Regions from separate parts of the Mus musculus genome. Here region 1 is linked to region 2. Evidence: chromatin contacts called from public promoter capture Hi-C data. All regions are on one chromosome and are shown on one strand. Each heading gives the region's core, a stretch centred on a gene start, on an enhancer-like site or on the middle of the called end of the contact. The rest is flanking DNA. Distances are from core to core; before and after follow the strand shown.

What was found. Promoter capture Hi-C pulls out the DNA fragments that hold promoters and counts their contacts.
Region 1: a contact with region 2 is called in a promoter capture Hi-C map of liver, with 2.3 times the contacts expected there. The contact joins two enhancer-like sites. A contact is called at or near these places in 2 of 39 promoter capture datasets (hippocampal neurons and liver), 2 of 115 datasets of contacts at active chromatin or transcription factors (bone marrow-derived macrophages and forebrain) and 1 of 9 other capture datasets (embryonic stem cells).

What each region holds. Positions count from the first base shown.
Region 1 is chr1:151,336,811-151,341,069 of GRCm38.p6, forward strand. It overlaps the pseudogene Gm10138. Among named protein-coding and RNA genes, the nearest start is that of Ivns1abp, 5.6 kb to the right of the region's middle. Within about 2 kb of position 2,286, at least 82 of the 459 cell types and tissues checked have an H3K27ac peak or open chromatin away from gene starts, as enhancers often do. A contact at or near this core is called in bone marrow-derived macrophages and liver, where this site is marked.
Region 2 is chr1:150,494,829-150,498,814 of GRCm38.p6, forward strand. No RefSeq gene overlaps it. Among named protein-coding and RNA genes, the nearest start is that of Gm41967, 24 kb to the left of the region's middle. Within about 2 kb of position 2,038, at least 44 of the 459 cell types and tissues checked have an H3K27ac peak or open chromatin away from gene starts, as enhancers often do. A contact at or near this core is called in bone marrow-derived macrophages and liver, where this site is marked.

The sequences.
Region 1 (4,259 bases), core at 1,036-3,535, 840 kb after region 2:
GTAGAATTAGGCTGTAGATTCCCCTTATGAGAAAAAACATGCAGCATTTGTTTTAAGCCTGGCTTGTTTAACTTTACACCCAGCTCTCTGAGTTCATCAATTTTCCTGAAAATACTGTTTCATTTTTCTATCTGGAATGAGCAAGTGTCTAATGTCTACTGAATAAAGGCACATTCTCAAGCTGTCAAAACCAAGTTAGAACTCTGGGAAGTGTATTAAAAACAGTGTTTAGTTATAACCTCTATTTTCGTTCAGAAAATTGATTCTCCTAATAGCTAACTTTTTAAAGATATAAGCCACGTCAACTGGTCATGTTCTATAAGTTTATAAAGAAGTGCTTCTAGCAATGGAGAGAAGGCTTCTTTTTTTTTTTAATGTCAAAGGACTGCAGGCCCCTACACAGTACCCTTGTGCTTAGGTTTATAACTCATATTTGAACCTGAAAGATTTACAAAGTACACATAATTTCCTTCAAACCTGGTGTAAAGTGATATCAGTGTACTCACTTGGATTGCTATGGAAAAGAAGAAGAACATCCATTAGCCGCATGTGACACAGAAAAATTCAGACTCATAGATGCTACCCAGTGCTGCTCTGGTTTGAATGTCCTCACCCACACTCATGACATTTACTCTACATTGTTTAGATACGAAGAGGGTAGAAACAATATAGATTATTCATATATACTCTGCTGTGGTCTCTGGGGAGGAGGAGATCTTTGGGAGATTGCTGGGGCCTTAATTCACTGGCATTGTAAATTCGGAGGCAAGCCTCAGGGTCTTGTATTTAGTCCAGGCTCCCCTAAATTTTCTGCATAGAAGAGGATGACCTAGAACTCTGTACTTTCAAGTGCTGGGATTTAGGGGTGTACCACCGTGCCCAACTGGTATTGTGGCTCTATATGAAGAGGAGAGACCTGAGACCTGAGCTAGGATACTGTTTCACCATATAATGCCCTGTGTCAACCTGGAACTCGACAAGGTCCCCACCAACAAGGAGGACTTTAATCTTTACCTGCCCTGTTTTAAACTACGACTAAGCACACTTTTATTTTCTGTACCCAGCCTTCGAGGATAAGGTTGCTCACTTTGTCAAAATGATGACAATATTTAAAATCGTTTTTTAAATGTTTGTGCTTCATCCGTGTATGTAACGAATTTTAGTTGTTTTCTTCTTCCCCATTCCCCTCTCTCAGCCCTTCCTCCTCCCCTGGGGGCCCGTGTCCACAATTTCCACCTGTGTGACTGCGTTTGCCACATTGAATGCCAGCATGAACCGCCAAGCTGTGTCTATTATAAGTCCTTACTGAACAAAGGCTACCTTGAGAAAACCTACCCTGAACTTAGCTTCTTTGATGACACTATATAGATAACTGGTTACATGGAGAAAAGGCATGGCAACCGCTAGACTGTAACATTGTAAGTGATGGAAAGCCAAGTTAGTTACCTGGTATAAAAAAGGAAAAGGAAAAGCCAACTAACAAAACCAAAAGACACTGATTCATGCTAAGTACAAGCCATTGGCCTCAGTTGTGGCTGGATTCCCAGGCAGCACCCTGGGCACAGGCCTTTCTGTCTCTTGGTGTCACTTCCCTCTTTGCTGGGACAAGCAGGCTTTTTTTTTCTCCAGCAGGGGAGGACCCTAGAAGCATCAGGCACATATTTTCCACATTCCTAGGCAGCCAGTGAGCAAGGCTTCAGTCTCATTGGACCAATTCTGTAGCTAAAATGTGCTAGCCCAGAGAGAGGAGGGACAGAGTGTAAGACAGTTGGAAACCATGGGTTTCTACAACAGCTCTTGTGTGACCAACTTTTCAGCTTTGAAAGCTCATAATTTTGAAAAACGGATGTCAGGAATTCACGGAGCTATCAGCTCATATGACTACCTCAAAGTTTTATCATTGATCAGTGTATGAAAAGGGCAAGAAAAGGCTTGCCTTTCTAAATTGTGTATTTCAAAACCTGAGGTTGAAGCCTTCACAGGGGACCTCGTGACTTTTCGTCTAGTCACCTACACGGCTTAGTGTGTGCTTATTAGACAGAATCAATAACCAAGCAGTCCTTTGCACAGAAATGGTTACCTCTTGCTAGTTTCCCACAAGTACTGTGGGCTTCAGGAAGTACAGCTGTGGTGTTATAAAGGGAAATAAATACATGGAACAGAAACAGAATGGCCAGGCTTTTGCTTTACATGAGATAAAGGTTTGCTTCCTTTACCACAGAGAAGTCTGCAGTCCGCCAGTCCAGAGAAGGCAGACAGCAGCCCAAGGTCACTGGGAACTGGGCCAGTCCTATGGCACTGCCTTTGCTCATTCTTGTGAACACATGGTCAAAAACAATGACTTGACAGTCTGGGGTGGTGGCGGCTCATGCCTGTAATTCTAACATTCCAGTGCCAGAGGCACTGGGATCACTGGGAGTTTGTGGGCTGCAGGCATTGTTTCAAAAAAGAGGGTAGGGGGAGACTTGAATTGACCCCAAACTTTTAACCCTAACCAGCAGGGAAAGTAGGCTTCTGAAAGACACTTCTATTGTTAAGGCCTCACACAGTGCTTCAGTTACCAAAACTAAGTAGAAGGAAGGGAGGGAGTCACAGCCGTCAGTGAAGAAAAGGAGACTAGAAGGAAGATAAAGGCAAGCACACATTTAGACACACACATGCACACACACACAATCTCCACCATTTTCCATTTGAACTCCTGACCCTCCCAATTCTGCCTCTAGAGTACCTGAGTTACAGGTGCGTGGCACCACACCATTTTCCTGTCGAGTGAGATGTGACAGAGACAGTTGGGAAGGAATGCATTTCACTTCATTATTCTGTCCCTGAGGATATCAGGGTTAGAGACGCATGGCAGAAGGTAGGACTAGAAGGAGCAGAGATCTCTAGATTATGATATTGTGACTTTGTCTTTAGTGGCTGGAAAACTTGCCTCTCATGATAATGTGAAAGTTTTCTTTCCTTTTGCTCAGATGAGGTTTCACTAGGTAGCACTGGCTAGCCTGAAACTCAAGGTGATCCTCCTGCCCCTGTAACCTCAAGGTGCTGGGGTTACAGGTGTGTGCTGACATGACCAGATCCAATGCTGCGCATTTTCCACCTTCTTCTCTTAGTTGACTTCAGATAACAGGAAACGGGCTGGGAGGAAGAAGAAGAATGTTACAGCCCAGCAGCTCTGCCCTTTCTGCTGTTTCCTTCTGCAAACCTTTCCTTGCTGAGTGGTCAGTTTGTATTAGCAACAGCTGCCTGGTGGCTGTAACTGAACTGTATTGTGTAGCTTTCATTCATTGAGTTTTAAATGAGACCACAATCAAAGGTCTCTCTGGACTGAGCCATGAAAATCATGCTGCATGTTAACGTGATTTTTGTTTTTATCCTTGAGCCGTGACATTAAATCTCAGTACGAAGGCTATGTCTTTCTTATTTTCAAGAATCAAACTGAGTAAACAAAGAACTTTTTTCATGTTGGGCATGGCGGGGTACATGCCTGTAATCTCAGCACATGGAGAGTGAAGGCTGGAAGATACAGACTTCAAGGTTGTCCTCAGCTATATAGCAAGTTTGAGGCCAGCCTGGGCTACACGGGACCCTTCATCAAACAAACAAAAAGCAGAAAAATGATAGTTGGGGTTTGTTGTTTTTGGGTTTTTGCTATAGAAAGCCCAGAGTTGCAGGGCAGAGCATAACAACTGTGGCCATGTGTCAAACAATCAGAAGGTCTGAAGGTTCTACCACTGAGAGAACGCTAAAAGGTTTGATTTTGTGTTATTTTTAGAGACAGAGTATGTATTCCAGGGACAGCCTGGAACTTACTATGTAGCCAAGAATGACCTTGGGCTCACAATCCTCTCCGACCTCCTAAACCCAGAGCTGGATAAGCAAGGCAGGGTACTCTCTCAACTGAGCTCTATCCCAGTCCTAGCTGGGACTCCTTAATTCTTAACTCCTTGGAAACTGTTGAAAAGGAAGGGGACTCTCAGGGCATCCTCATAGAGTAGGGGACTTGAGGAGACTTGAGTAGATTTCAAACACGTCAGCAGTAATGACTTCAGAAAACTACTATAAGGCTGTTAGTAAGTCTGTCTCCTTGGATACGGTAGTAACCAGTAAAGATAATCTCACACTAAAATATTCAGATATATACTTAAAGAATTTTCTGATCATCAGATTTACAAATAAGTAAATGAAATGGTTTGCTTCATTCTGGTGAAAATGGAGATCTTGCTAGGAAAGTGGAATCTTTATATCAGAGAATGCAT
Region 2 (3,986 bases), core at 788-3,287:
ACTTCCCTCTGTCCTTCAAGGTCTTTACAAAGATGTTTGTTTTGGTTTTTTAGTGGGTTTTGGGGGATGGGTAGACATCGAGGCTATAAACAAAATGAACCTAAGATAGATTGAGAAAAGAAAAATATTTACTTATGTATATATACATGTAACTAAGTCTTTATTATAAAATTAATAAATTTCCCTTTTAAGGGGTCTGGGCCACTCTTCCACTTAAAGTATGAAAATCAAAGAGCCTTTCTTTGGAAAATCAGAGGAAAGTGGAAAAGCCTAGCCTCGCTTGCTTTTAGTTAGCTGCCTTCATCTCTGGTCTTAGGAGTTACTTAACTAAACAGTGAAGTAATGGGTCCTTGCTTGTTTTACAATAAACACCTCCAACACTTGATCTGCTCAGTGATCAGCTGTTTTTCTTAGAAATCTGGAGACAGCTTTTTCTAGCTCGAACTGGATGAAGCCTCCAACTGTTTCTCATGACCAGAACAGACAGCCCTTTCAAGTCAGAGGACCAAATCGCCACAATAATGTTTTGGGGGTCATAGGTCTGATGGGGGGTTGTGGTTGGGGCTCTCAATATATAATATTTCGGTCTGAGCTTGATAGTCTAATCAGAGAAAATATGCATCGAATCAGAAAGGATTGAATTTGCACTGTTACACTCAACAAAGGGCAGAACTAGTGACTACCTTTAAAAAGTTGCCTCTGAGATGTCTTTAGCCCTAGCCACAGGGCTGTGGCGTGGAGGCACGAAAGTAAGGAAGCAAGATATAATGTGGAATGAAACAGTATCAACCAAACTGAGGTTGTATTAGTCAGTATCTCAAGTCCTGTTCTATAGGGTTCTGCTGGTGCCGTGGAAACCATTGATTGACAGGGAAAAGATCCAGAGGTGGAGAATAGAAAAGTAAAATGAAGTGAGTCAGAACAATGACTGTGTCCTCCTTCAGACTTAGGGAAATGACAAATGATTGGGACTTCTAGGTGTCAGCACTGCTCTGTAACACGACAGACACAAAGATGCTGGTTATAATGTTTGTGTAAGTCTTAAAAACATCTTACTCTCTCGTTGATGTCTTTAGTCTGAAGTGGGAGGAGGAAGATTAGAACACTTAGTACTGGCTTACAAACAATTCCACTAGACTCCTCCTAGGAACCTAGCAACCGTGACCTAACAGCATCACCTGCTGTTCTCTCCCCTTCTTTACACTCTCTTTGTCCACCTCTCTTCCTTTTTTCCTCTTCTCCTTTCTCTCTTTCTGCCCCTCCTTCCCGGTCCCCTTCTCTCCCCCCAATAAACTTCCTTTATACTAGGCCCGTCACATGGCCTGGTTGTTGAGGGGGATACCTCAGCCCCGCCCCGTGCTCATTATTCTGCATTATAAACAACACTTAGGATAATCAACAACTTACTACCAGTCTTATAGTCCTTAAATAATTAACATATTATTCACTAGGCCAAGGAATATGGCCTAAAGTTTACAGTAATAAAAGAGACAGATGCAATTTTAAGACAGAAATGCAAAGCTCTTATTCTGTTTGTTGGGCTAAGTGAAGTCACAGCTTTTATCAAATGTTACTTCCACTGATCTTCCTTTCTCTTTCTTTCTTTCTTTCTTTCTTTCTTTCTTTCTTTCTTTCTTTCTTTCTTTCTTTCTTTATTTCTTCCTTCCTTCCTTCCTTCCTTCCTTCCTTCCTTCCTTCCTTCCTTCCTCTCTCTCTCTCTCTCTCTCTCTCTCTCTCTCTCTCTTTCTTTCTTTCTTTCAGCACATGTCCTATGAAGAGCCACAAAGTATATAAATTTGAAGACCACCGATGGCCTTACCTTTCCTTACCTATAATCACCTTTCCTCACACTTCTGTCTAACCTGTTCCTCTATCCTCTATCCTCTATCCTCTATCCTCTCAATACCCAATCTCTAAATGTGAGGTCAAACTCCTATAAGAAAACGAAACTGAAACAAACTTTTACCAGTGTACACTGTGTTAGTCAGGCTTTTCATCAATGTGACAAACACCAGAGAGACACCACTTAAAAGAGGAAGGATTTATTCTGTATCATTGTTTCAGAGGTCTACAAGTTGTCTGGTTCCATTGCTTAGGTCTAAGGCGAAGCATCACGGCAGAATAGGAGTTATGGAGAAGAGAATTGGATCTCACAGCAGCTTTGAGCCAGAGGCAGACGGTACTTCCTTCATGGGAGGCTCCACCCTCAAGTTTCCACCAACCCCTAAAACATCCCTGCCAGGTGAGCATCCAACTTCCAGGCAGCTTGTAGGAAAACTTTCATATGCAAATGATGGCAAATGTTCTTTACTGATGTAAATTTTTCTTGCAGAAAGAGGTTACTGGACTGAAAGAGGATGTCTAGGCTCCAGCTTTCTTTAGATTTTCTTGGGAAATACAGGGTGGGGCGGAGCTCAGGATTGGGCTGCTATAGTTGACTCCTACTGGCTCTGGGCTATCAGGCTTCTCTCTCCTCCTGGTACCTGGTTCTAGCGAGAATTTTACTATTCCTATGAGTTGACTAGCACTGGGAGGAGCTGTCTCTCAATCAATCAAGATTTTAAGATTAAAAAAAATGTTAAAACATAGAAAACTTAAAAAAGAAACCATGACCAATGCAAGCAAACAATCAGTTACTTTTAGTTTTAAGTTGGTTGTAACATGGTTGGCCTCAACACTCATTGTCAATGACCAGGGTTCTTTAATGGTGTTCCTTACACAAAGAAACCCTAGCAATTCCAAAGAAATCTTTAAAGTTCTTTTTTGTCTAAAAAAATTTGGGGGTGGGAACGGAAGTGGAGGGCAACTCTTTTTAAATCTGTAACTTTAAAGATATAATTAAAGCAAGGCTTATCACAGTTGGACAATGTTTCTAAGATCAATAAAATTTTTTGTCTGATTATAAACTTCATATTTTATATTTCTAAAATTCACCCCACTCCCTTTCTTAAACAACACAGGCTTAAATAAGTCCCATGTTTTTAGAGGAATGTTCTTCTGGCTGGTTGTGCAATCAATGCTGTCATCTAGTGGCAATTCACTTCAATTTCAACTAGATGTCCCAGAGGGCTGTGCCAAATCACTAGAGTATGACTAAGCAAAACTCTGTCGAATTTAATGATTGTCAAATGACAGTGAGCAACTTTTGAAATAATCATAGACCTCGAGGACATTTTAAGATAATATTATGGAGAGGAATAACTAGCATAAGGGCACTTTGAAAAGTCATGTGGAAATATATTATTATAGAAACTTCTTTTTAAAAATATATAGACATATGCATATACATATGTATTTATATAAAGAGTTTAAATGGAGTTATCCTATAATAAGAAACAATATCCTATTTGGATATTATATGATACTAGCAAATCCTAGTACCAGGAATGGGTGACTGCTTTTAAATTGTTGGCCACAGCCCTCTAGAATTTGACAGTAAGACCCTATTGCTAAAGTTACAACATATTTGAAGAAATCATGAAGAAAGCACAATCATGAGGAAAACATGAAGAAATCAAGCTGTCACTCATGTGGAAGCTTAATCCCTATTGGCTAGCTTTCACAATCCAGGAAGGTGCTATGCAGGCTCATGGAAGATAAAAGTAATCATCTGTCTCACCCAGCCACGAACCCTTTGACATACAGTGGTTATTGTCTGACAAGATATGCCCGATAATGCCATAGTGGTACAACTGTTATGGAGACAACCACCCATAATGCCATAGTGGTACAACTGTTATGGGGACAACCACCCATACTCTAATTTGATCTAAGGACTGCTCCATGAGATGGAATCCATACCTTTCACTATTAAAAGGGCTAAGAACCTCTGGCTAGATAGGTCATAGGCTCCAAGGGAGAATCTACTACTATTAGTTTGTTAAATGGATGTGATAATAGAATGACTCCCAGTGACTTATTGCTATACTATGGACCACTGTATCCTTCAGCCCTCATTAGAGAACTTCTTGCTGTAGATGATGATT